Regions from separate parts of the Xenopus laevis genome. Here region 2 is linked to region 1. The links are chromatin contacts, called in public Hi-C maps. All regions are on one chromosome and are shown on one strand. The core of a region is the stretch at or near the end of the contact, and the rest is flanking DNA. Distances in the headings are between cores, read along the strand shown.

What was found. Hi-C and Micro-C count contacts between places; a contact is called where the count stands out from the background.
Region 2: a Hi-C map of the XTC cell line shows a contact between it and region 1, with 3 times the contacts expected there. The contact joins the enhancer-like site here to the promoter of smarcd1.L in region 1. A contact is called at or near these places in 2 of 4 Hi-C or Micro-C datasets (the XL177 cell line and the XTC cell line).

The regions. Positions count from the first base shown.
Region 1 is chr2L:157,196,286-157,202,409 of Xenopus_laevis_v10.1, forward strand. smarcd1.L (SWI/SNF related, matrix associated, actin dependent regulator of chromatin, subfamily d, member 1 L homeolog) reads left to right here and starts at 1,381. Exons shown (of 13, transcript NM_001142786.1): 1 at 1,381-1,601; 2 at 3,561-3,745; 3 at 5,017-5,059; 4 at 5,166-5,288; 5 at 5,383-5,505. The coding sequence starts at 1,446.
Region 2 is chr2L:157,258,851-157,265,044 of Xenopus_laevis_v10.1, forward strand. No RefSeq gene overlaps it. Among protein-coding and RNA genes, the nearest start is that of cox14.L, 11 kb to the right of the region's middle. Within about 2 kb of position 1,406, at least 2 of the 7 cell types and tissues checked have an H3K27ac peak or open chromatin away from gene starts, as enhancers often do.

The sequences.
Region 1 (6,124 bases), core at 131-2,630:
AGCTCCAGAGCCTCATGTGGCTCTTCATCCTGCGGCTTGGTCATGCAGCTTTGCCTATCACATCGTCTATACAGCCCTCGCACCTGCTGGTGGCTTCTTGAGTCTGCGACCGCGATAAGCTAACGGTTAGCTTACCGTGGTTGCACACTCAGGAAGCCGCCAGCAGGTGCGAGGGCTGTATAGACGTCCCACGAGTGACAGGCAAGACCGAGCCACAGCAAGATGATTCATCATGGTCGTTAACGCGGTCACACACTCAAGACAAGAGAGGGAAGATCAACATGGAGCTTCAGAAACAGAAGTCACATTAAACAGATGAGAACACTAGCATTTAAAAGGGCTATTCAGTGTTTAATTTATTTCAAAGTAGGCCTACACATACACACGTATGTGTATAGGAAACGGATCCGGAATGTTTGGTGGCTAAATAAAAGGGGATAATCCCCGACTGCATTAACCAGCATGTGTGCGGATCCGTTTTCTATACACATACGTTGCTAAGGGACCCGGCCGGGTGAACGGAAGAAACGCACCACCAGTTGCAGGATTGGTGAACTACAGGTGTGCGGTAGGAGAAATGACATTGCTACACATACACACTGCACCTCTCTTTGTTGTTGTAACAGTTAAAATTAAAGAGAGGTTAAAACATTTTATATAAGCTGTGTTATGTTTTGCGGCTCCAGACTATTTTTATTCAGTGGAAGAGGGGGCAAAATGGCTTTTTTGTTAGTAAAGGTCGCTGACCCCTGCAGCTGCCCTGGTTTAGAGCCTCAGTAATGAAATAGCTATATCACAATACTTAAAGAAAGCAATTGTCCCACGCATTTCAATATATGTTTATGAAAAGGGTCTTTTATTCAGGGGTCTTGGATACACCACTGCCAACAACTACTGGAAGTTGCTCTGAAATGCAAATGGCAGCCACTAATTAGACTGCGCAGCTATAGCCTCAAAGCGTGTAAACTGTTCGGTTACAACATGAACCTCGCTCAAACGTATAGCAGCCTTGTATTTATTCTTCTTGTTTCATGCATATTAACCACGTCACGCCATTATAAAGCACCGCGAAACCTTATGATTTTTGTAAATATACGAGGCATCCCCATTGCCCGCCTTTTTTGTTAATTCAAAGCAAAACGACGCCATATTTGAGTGTGGAAAACTAATAGTTGACAGCTTCAGATGCCCATCAAGAATACGGCACGTGCATACCAAAGTATGTCCTGTCATATTGCTATGTACCATAATCTAAAATGGCCGCTTCAGGCACAGTGACCTTCCACCACCTCAAACACTATAGGAACAGAGTTGTTGCCACATCTAAAATGGCGGATAAGAGTTTCCGCTTTTTCACTGTTGCCGGCTTACCAATTCCACACTAGGCGCCTCTACCACCTTCTGTGACACGGTACTTCCGGTTCCGGCCCCATTGTTGCAAAGCGATGGCGGCGCGGGCTGGATTCCAATCATTGACCCCGGGGGGGTCCGGTTCAACGGCGGCTGCACTGGGTCCCGGGACCCCTGGCCCAGCAGTGAGAATGGGTCCCGCCCCCGGGCAGGGGATTTACCGTTCTCCAATGCCTGGAGCTGCTTACCCGGTAAGAGAAAGCGATGGGGGATGTAGCGTCTATGAAGGCCACCATAAAGGGGAGGGGAGATAACGGAGTGGGAACTAACTAGGGATGCGAGCGGCCGCCTTCCAGCTGTTGGATGTTCCCTGGCAGCATCTTATACCCATGTCTGTAGTTTATGGGCAGCCGGGGCCGCACGCTGGATGGACATCACTGGCTCATGTTCCCTGAAAGGATGGAATGGGGGAGGGGTGCGGATACTAACTGGCCGCTCACATTCACTTTATCATGTTCACTTCTATATCTCCCCTTCCTCCCCCCAAATACTGGGTTTTACTTATTAAAAAGAAACTTTAATGTTTAAAAAAAACTCCGTATGAAATGTATTTCCAGTTATTTGTTTGTCCGTATCTGATTACTTTCTCTGCACTCTGGGTTCTGACTCCTGAAACAATGGACTAGGAGCCGGCCCATTAGCAGCCCCCATCTTTGTGACATTGGTTCAAGAATCGGAACCTGAGAACAGAAAGGCAGAAATATTATTTTTTGTTAATCTTTTAAATATTCTCTCAATTCTGTGGACTACTGATGTTTTGTAGCCAAAGTGTCACTTATTTATTCTACTTAAAACAGTGAGAAAGCTACTCAGGTTATGTATAAAAGAGGTTTTGCTGTATCTTTTTATTTATTTATTTTTTTGTGCATGATGTCCACTTTGTATAAACCTGTATTTGAGAAGTGTTGAAATTTGGCCTACACTCTCTTATCCCTCTTTTAGGGCTTTAGCACACGGGCAGATTTGGGGAGATTGTCGCCTGATGACTAATTGCCTCTTCTGCGGTGCGTCAATCTCCTGAGCTGCCTTCCGCCTGCTATAATGAGAAAACGCCAGCGCCAATGCACTCGTAGCGCTTCGATTTCCGAAGTTTCCTAAAGTTTCCTCGTGAGGCAACTTCGGAAATCGAAGCGCCGCGGGTGCATTGGCGATGGAGTTTTCTCATTATAGCAGGCGGAAGGCAGTTTGGGGGGGGGGGGTTGACGCCCCTCAGAAGAGGAGAATAGTCTCCAGACGACTAAATCTGCCCATGTGCTATCTCTTTTATCCCTCCCGTGGCTGTCTCTTTTATCCCTCCCGTGGCTGTCTCTTTTATCCCTCCCGTGGCTGTCTCTTTTATCCCTCCCGTGGCTGTCTCTTTTATCCCTCCCGTGGCTGTCTCTTTTATCCCTCCCGTGGCTGTCTCTTTTATCCCTCCGTGCCGTGGCTGTCTCTTTTATCCCTCCCGTGGCTGTCTCTTTTATCCCTCCCGTGGCTGTCTCTTTTATCCCTCCCGTGGCTGTCTCTTATAGCTAAGATTTGGGAAAATTAAGTCTTGAGGCGACTTCGGGAAATTTAGATTCTAGCCAGCAGGATGGCTTTTCAGGGAGATAAGTCGCCCAAAGGAGAGATGATATCCATCCCCCCCAGGCTATCACTTTTATCTCTCCCACCCCAAACCCCCCCCCCCTGGTTATCCCTTTTATCCCACCCGTGAATGGAACTGCTTTCTTGGAGGCTGTTGTTTCTCCCACTCAATGTAACTGAATGTGTCGCAGTGGGACCTGGATTTTTACTATTGAGTGTTGTTCTTAGATCTACCAGGCAGCTGTCATCTTGTGTTAGGGAGCTGTTATCTGGTTACCTTCCCATTGTTCTGTTAGGCTGCTGGGGGGAGGGGTTACTTGCAGTACAGCAGTAAAAAGTGACTGAACTTTATCAGCTCAAGTCACATGACTGGGGCAGCTGGGAAATTGACAATATGTCTAGCCCCATGTCAGATTTCAAAATTAAATATAAAAAAATCTGAGAAATGGATTTCAGTGCAGAATTCTGCTGGATCAGCACTATTAACCGACGCATGTTTAAATTAACATTTTTCCCCATGACCGTATCCCTCTAATGATGTCAGTTGAACCTGATTTTATATGTCTTTTTTTAATTCTGTGCAGAGACCCGGTATGCTGCCTGGCAGTCGAATGACTCCTCAGGGACCAGCGATGGGCCCCCCTGGTTATGGTGGAAGTCCAGCTGCTCGGCCAGGCATAGCCCAGTCAGGCATGGACCAGTCTCGGAAACGTCCTGCGCCTCAGCAAATACAGCAGGTGCAACAGGCTGCTCAGAATAGGAACCATAGGTAATGTCTTGACTTAATTCATCTGCATGTTTGCACACTCAAAACAAAAACAATTTGGCAAAAAGGGTGGTTTAAAAATCAATTTTTACTCTTTGTTCAAGAAAAACATTTTACACAGATAACGCCTTACAAAACATGGCATAATTTTGACAATGTTAAAAAGTAGCATAGAATATCAACCACCCATTAGTTATATGCAGCAAGCAAGAAATCAGCAAGGGAGCGGATACACCTACCAGAAAAATGAGAGTGGCCCCAACGTTTCGGCACCAAGGCCTTTGTGTAATGTCTTGACTTAAACCATTTTTACCTCTGCAGTTCCTGTTTTAGAAGAACCTATAGTGTATACCACTGGTTTTAGAAAATACATGCTTCACCATTTTTCTTCATGTGAAATATTTAGTTTGAGGATACCTGGCTACTGTTTAGTGCAGGATTCTTTTTTTTTTTCCTGTCAGATGTGGGTTGTTTCTGGGAGTATAGAAGGTTCTAACAGGCCAATCTGTCATCTGTCAGTAACATTTTACAGTTTTGGATTATTAATCCCCACATGCGATTTGCGTCAGTGATTATTCCAGTGGGCATTAGTGCTCAGCACTGTTACTCCAGACTGAGTTTAATAGCCTGAAAATCAGGCATGTTCAAAAATCACAACATTTGTGCTTTTTTCCCTAGAGCAGTGATCCCCAACCAGTAGCTTTTGAGCAACATGTTGCTCTCCAACCCCCTTGCATGTTGCTCTCAGTGTCCTCAACACAGGTGCTTATTTTTGAATTCCAGGCTTGAAAGCAAGTTTTAATTGCATAAAAACTAAGTATATTGCCAAGTAGAGCCTCTTGTAGGCTGCCAGACCACATCGAGGCTACCAAATAGCCAATCACAGCCCTTTTTTGGCACCCAAGGGACTTTTTCATGCTTGTGTTGCTCCCCAACTCTTTTTACATTTGAATGTGGCTCACAGGTAAAAAAGGTTGGGGACCCCTGGTCTAAAGTTTTCCTTTGTGTATTCCATTTGTTGTTCCATTGACCAAACTTTCAGACCAGCTCATCGCCAAACAAGTGGATCTTCCCTGTGTAGTTGATCAAATGTGTGTATGCAATAGGCTTGGCTAGAATACTTCCAAGAAATCTTATTGGTTTGGAAAAGTAAATATGATCTTTCTCCCCTGTTTCTCAACTGTCCGTTTAGTTCAGCTTGAATTTAGCTTTTTATTCCAGAGTTTAGCAAAGGCTAAAGTGGTATAAGTGAATATTTTCTTTTTTTTGTACAGTGCTAAGAAGAAGAAAATGGCTGATAAGATACTACCTCAGAGGGTAAGTATGAGAAGTTGCCGTATTCTATTTTGCTAATAAGTGGAAAGCAAATTAATTGATATTGTAGAAATGATAGAAGTCTTTAGAATTCTTTTTATCCCCGCAGATTAGGGAACTGGTACCCGAATCCCAGGCTTACATGGATCTGCTAGCGTTTGAGAGAAAGCTGGATCAGACAATTATGAGGAAACGGCTTGATATTCAGGAAGCTTTGAAGAGACCAATAAAGGTATTCCTAACAAATGCTCTGTGTGTATAGGGGGTGTTTTATCATGCTTTTTTTTTCTTGACATCTGTTCTTATACAAATATCTGCATTTTTAGCAAAAGAGAAAACTTCGCATATTCATTTCCAATACTTTCAACCCTGCAAAATCAGACGCAGAAGATGGAGAGGGAACTGTTGCTTCATGGGAGCTGCGGGTGGAGGGCCGTCTCCTTGAGGACGTGAGTACTGAGCAACTATAATGTTTCCATTTGTGTAAAGCCGTCACAGGTGACTGTGTGTGATCTGTATCTGTGTATCGTTTCAGTGGTACAAGCACTTTTTTGTTTTAATTGTTTAAAGGAGAATCAAATGTGAGTTTGGGGGTGCCCACACCTTATCTACAAATTTCCATATCTTTGGTTATCATGTTTACAGGCAGTAACAGCTCCTCCTCATTATAGAGCAGCTGCTTTACTATTGGTCAGGATGGTGGTTCTGCTGCTATTTTCTAGCTAGGTAAATTAAATGTATTTCGACAAATCAGAAGAGTTGGTAATATTCCACAGATGCTGCTTAGAAATGTATCACTATGTAGCAAATTGTAACAGTTCAGAATCTGTACTTGGATCAATGAGCTGCCAGACTGAAAAACCAGACACACGAACTTTAAACTTAAATTTTGAAAACATTTTTTTTAAAAAAAAATAAATTTAATTGAGGCATGGACCAGTCTCAGAAACGTCCTGCGCCTCAGCAAATAGAGCAGGTGCAATAACATGCTGCTTCATCCGCAGCTACAAGGAAATCATATTCTTCCACTTCTTGGCTCTATAGGACCTTGACAACTTTTACCTGGTG
Region 2 (6,194 bases), core at 156-2,655, 63 kb after region 1:
TACTTGATATACCCTGGCCTTTTTTATATCCCAGTCTGGACCTGGCCCCATGTAACTATACAGTTAGGGTTGCCACCTTTTCTGGAAAAAAAATACCGGCCTTCCTATGTATTTAACTTTTTTCCCTATTAATAACATTGGAATCAGTTTTACCAGCCAGGCGAGTAAAATACCGTCCAGGTGGCACCCCTATATACAGTAAATAACCCTAGCTGGTAGAGGCCTTCTCACTATGAGTGGTCCACTTGGTACCTCCTAAGAGCCATCCTTATATAATGTCCCAAAGGCCCATATGTTAAACTTTCAGCCCAATATGTATTTGTGTCAGTGCAATACACGTGTCAGAGCAATTTATGAATTAATAATGTGAGTGCAGGAATGTGTTGCTTCACTTTGTTTTTTGGCTGAAGATCAGACGGGAATTCACTAAACTGCCCAAAAAGTGATTTATTTCAGCAACCTTTAATCTGTGAGAACAAAAAAAATCACCAGACCCTCCCCCACCATTACTAATCACACATGAAGCTGAACTTTGCCCTCAACCCTCCCATCCTCCCCACACACAGTTAGACATGTATATCTCCCAGCGACACCTGGACTCACACTGACCTCTCACACTGGATAAAGTCAAGTCAGACTGGGGCAAGAAACACCAACGGAGCTCAACTGTCATACATGAACATGAAATTTCATTTCCCGCCTCACTTAGGGAGACCCCTCATGAAATAACTGAGGTCCTTATCTGGTAGGCTGGAGTTTTGGTGAAATTAACATAATTTCCCTTGTGTTAAAGTAGTTGCTCTCCTTTGAGTTCACTTTTACTATGTTATAGAATGCCCTACTATTAGTGACTTTTCAATTGGTCTTCATTTTTTATTTTTTACGATTTTCTCATTATTCACTGTTTTCTTCTACGTCTTTCTACTTTCATTGTTCCCGGAAGTGAACAAAAAGTATCAGGAGGCTTGTGAAGCTACAATGTTATTATATTGTTACTTTTATTTGTCATTCTAATCAGATACCTCCAGTGTCGCAATCACACCACTTCCCGGTTGCTAGGGTAAACTGGACCATAGCAACCAGAGAACTGCTGAAATTCTAAACTGGTGAGCTGCTGAATGAAAAAAGCTAAATAATTCAAAAACCACAAAAAAATAAATGAAAACAAAGAAACACTTTTTTTATGTAGAAAAAAGAAGCTCCTCTTTCCCTGCCATAAACAACCATTTCACTCTACTTTATCTCCAATTTCCTACAAACCACATTTTGGAACTGCAACCCCCCCCCCCCCACCCTTTTTCAGGAACTGAAGGCTATTAGTGAATATGCAGCAAGAGCCTGGAGAATTCCTGCTGATATACAGTAGTATGAGTAGGAAAGAGTCAGCATGAATGCAGTGAGGCCTGAGTCAGCATAACAAGCCAGACATGTCCCAGTCCCACATGATAAAGCAAATGCCTTACAACTGCTACATCATCCAAATGGGGAGCCATTACAATACAACAGGAGGAATATAATACAGAAGCACAGTTGTAGGCTGCTCTCATCTCAGCACCATAACATTATCATTGCTCATGGCATCTCTATTACAAGTTTGTACATTCTATGTGCTCCACTGAATATAAATTGTTAAATTGTTAAAACGTGCTTTGCACATGCTGACGGCCATATATATATATATATATACATAGTGAATAAAGTACCCCCTATTGTAAAATATAGGGATATTATACAGTAAGTCACAGAGAAGTTCCATGACCATATAAAAGAACGAGGCCAAAGGGGTACTTTATTTATTGTAATACACAACTTTTAGTGAGTCATGTGACAAAAATGACATCACTACTCACCGTTTATAACTGATGACATCACCACTCACCGTTTATAAGGATATAATTTACAAAATATTCATGGCTTTTGTGTATTATATATATATATATATATATATATATATATATATATATATATATATATATATATATATATATATATATATAATAGGGATGCACCGAATCCACTATTTTGGATTCAGCCGAACCCCTGAATCCTTCGCAAAAGATTTGGGCGAATGCCGAACCGAATCCTAATTTGCATATGCAAATTAGGGTGGAGAATTTTTTTTTTACTTCAGATGATTTCCCTCCCATCCCTAATTTGCATATGCAAATTAGGATTTGGTCGGCCATGCAAAAGGATTTGGCCGAATCCAAATCCTGCTGAAAAAGTCAGAATCCTGGATTCGGTGCATCCCTAATATATAAAGACCCTGTTTTAAGTGCAGAGACAATAAGCACTGCTGTCCCTAATTGTAGAGGTATTTCGCCTGCCAGGTTCTAATTAGTTTATGTTTGGTCCATGTGAGGTAGATAATTTGATTCCCAGTGCACAGATACTCCCCCTTCTAACAAAACAGTTACAACAAAGGGTGATGGAGCAAGCGCCAAACATGGGTGGTTTTAATTTCCCTGTTCAAGAAATTTTCGTGATTAAAACAATAAGCAAAAAGGATGTTCAGCACCAGCCCTATTCATTGCACTCAAGTTGAAGAAGGGGGTGGCAAGTGGAAAACAGTGACAAGCAAAATGCCCGCCGTGACTCCTGATGCAGCAAATGACAAGTGGCCGGGCTGAAACCAATGGAACAATGACAAACAGACGTCAGGTCATAAGGGGAACATTTTTGCTTCCTTGCAATTCTGGGCTGGCCATGTTCCAGCATGAGATGCAGGTGTAGTACTGAAGCCCTTGTGCCCCTTGAGATGCCTTACATACAATATACAGCTGCAGGCCCACACTTTGCTGCCACCTGACCACTTCCAAACAAATAGGAAAGATGGTAGTTTTTTTTAATAGATATTTGCAGTTGTCACAACATTGCTGATGGGGAGCACTCTGTATTAGCATCATGCATCGTGTGTAGCTTTAATCAGTACAGTGGGTGCCCTGCTATGATCTCTATACTGTGTGATATGGAACTGTATCAGTACCATTTGTGCATGCAATGCCCTTTATGCAGCTGGTTATGTATCAGACTGGGCAGAGGGCCTGTGAAGACTCTGACCTTCTACTGACTGGAGCTCCCACCCCCAACTCACAGGCCTAAGGATCCTAATCTGCTGAGTGAGCAGGGAGCTGGGAGGTAGTTTGTGCTAAATGTCACTGCCCTGGTAACCTTTCTCCAGCTAAACAAGAGCTCCCATCTTTCACTCTTGCATATTGACATTAAGTCCCAGGCACTGACTGCTGAGCCGGCCCCAGATGCAGCACACAGCTCTATTTGCCTGCTCTTATATAGAACTCACTCTCTGTGCTGTAAGCAAGTACAATAGGCTTCTGTGCTCTCTGTCACCCTGTGCTATGGCTGCACCTCTGAAGATGGATGGTATGCACATAGCAGGAATAGCACCCAGATCAAGCTACTCTGCTGTTACTAAATAAGGGTGCGCCACAGGACCTCACCACTGACCTTTTCATTCAGGGGAAGATTTAAAGGTGTATCTAACTCATTCCCTACAAGTCTTGTGTCTTAATACTGGTCTTCATTTTAGAATTTAGAAAGATAAACCTTTGTGAGCAATGTTACACAGAAAGAGTCTGAATAAAGACATAAAACAATCAAGTTCAGTCTTCCTATAACTCATAAGGGACCCCAAACTGTCTTACTACTCTTCTATGCTCAGGACCTGGGGTTTTCCAGACAACAGATCTTTCCATAATTTGGATCTTCATACCTAAAGTCTACTAGAAAAATCATGTAAACATTAAATAAACCCAATAGGATAGTTTTGCTTCCAATAAGGATTAATTATATCTTAGTTTGAATCAAGGTACTGTTTTATTATTATAAATATTATTATAAATATTAATATTATTATAGTTTTATTATTATAAATAATTTATTAGAAAAATAAATTTTAATTATTTGAATAAAATGGAGTCTATGGGAGACGCACATTTTTGGTAAAATGGCATCAGTCCATTTCTAAATCCTACCATTGCAGGTAAAGTTGCTGTACCATGTTAGCCAGTAAAAATGTTACAGGGCAACCCTTTTGAAATAAAAAAATAAAGTGGTATAAAGGTGATACCTTTATTGGCTAACTAATATACTCATAGCAAGCTTTCAGAACATTTTACTTCCTTTTTCAAGCTGATTACACTGAAGCTGTAGTGTTCTCTGGTATATACTATATATCCAATACTCAGCTCATAGGTCAAATGACCAACAAAAGGAATATCAATCGGCTTGTAAGGTGTCAAAGTCATTTAGGAGGGGATAAGGTACAAGATACTGTGGGTCAAAGAGGTCGAATATAAATTAGGGCTGAATTACTGAAGTGTGGAGTAAAAGGAATTCCATATGATCTCTTAGTCCAGATCCACACATGTTGGTATTTCTGACCTGGCACAGTCCTTTCTTAATCCACATAATTAGCCATAAATCCAAGGCCCAGGTTTAATCCCTTCTCCAAAGAATTAAAGTTTCCATTAGTTTGTACACTTTTCTTTCATTATCTGTTTTAAAATTGCCCTTAAAGGAGAAGTAAACCCCTTATTAAAAAAACTCATACCCCCTAACTAACATTGACCCCCCCTCCCTCCTCCCTCCAGCCTAGCTGCTACCCCGGGCAAATTCCCACTTCACAGCATCGGAGTTCACGGCAGCCATCTTCTTCTCTTCGGTCTTCATCAGGAAGTAATTTCCGTATCGGTACATGCGCAGTTAGAGCAATCTTCGGGTTTTTGTCAACTGTGCATGTGCCGAAAGTCACGAAAAAAAAAGTTAGGGGCAGTTAGGAGCATTTGCCTGAGGTAGCAGCTAGGCTGGGGGGAAGTGGGAGGGGGTCTATGTAGGGTAGGGGGTAGTTTTTTTTTTTTAAGAAGGGGTGTACCTTTAAGAACCAAAATTCTTAAATCCTTTATGGAGTGATTAGGGCCATTGAAATGATTTCCTATTGGTGTGTCCAGTTTTTATTGGTTATAGTGAATCGTCGTGTGTATTTCTCTTTCTCAGACTTTGCCCAGTCTCTCCTGTATACAGTCCCCCTGATATGCATTTAGTGCATTGTATTAAGTACACCACATTGGAAGAAGAACATTTGTAGTGACCATGGATGCTGTACTCCTCTAATGTGTCCGGAATTGGTATTTTGTCTGAAGTCAGGATGTGTGGACAGGTTTTACATTGTTTTTGCCACATGGGTATGTTCCATTTTTGGTGGGGAGCAATAAGGCACTACTTGTTATTAGTGTTTTTAGGTTGGGAGGCTGTCTGAATGCTAGGAGTGGTGGCTCTGGGAATATGTTTTTGAGCCTCTCATCCTTATGAAGTGTACCCTGTAGATCCCTGGCTATTTTTCTGAGGGTCCTTAGTTGTGGATTGTATGTGACCACTGGGGGAACCGATTTATTTCAGATTTTTGTTTATACTGTATATACTGCAAACTGAATAAGCTCTTTTCAGTATCTGTCCAGATTGTGAATATATCATCTATAAAGCGGAGGCTTGGTGTTGCAGATGGAGAGGAAGTCCTCTTCTAGTTTTTTTTTTTCTTGGCCAAAAAGAAGCAGTGGTGTGTTCATATAAACTCAATCAACTGTACAACAGCTTGGGATGGTAGAAATGTTTTGTAGGCATCTATTCCATCCTTGTGTGGAATGTTTGTGTATAATGATTCAACATCCATTGTTGCCAAAATGGTACCCTCCGGAAGTGATCCTATGCCTGCAGATCAGTTGTATCTTGTAAATCGCTTGTTGTACCCTTACAACAGGTTTTAAGATCTGCTCTACCCATCCTGATATGCCCTCCTACCACTTATGAGCCCCTTTTGTCCTCACTACAAGAAATAAGCACCTTGAGCCTCGGGCTGTTCTACAGGACTATACCCACACTAACATTAATCTTACCAAATACACAGTAACAGAGAATACAGAACTCCATATTCAGAATCACAGATAACAGATGTTTTGGTTTCTGACCTCAATTTACTGCTTTCTGTGAAATGTTATTTTACATACTGAATGCTATGAATATTGTTAATTATCAATGGCTGCACAAGGCATAACTGCAAGTCCAGTGCGCCCCCTACTGATGCCTTTAAAAAGTGTTAATTGGAATGCATGTGGTTCTAGTGAATTGCAGGCACAAATTGTCCCTGTTTACTAGGGGTGCTGGTTATTCTGGCACAGCAG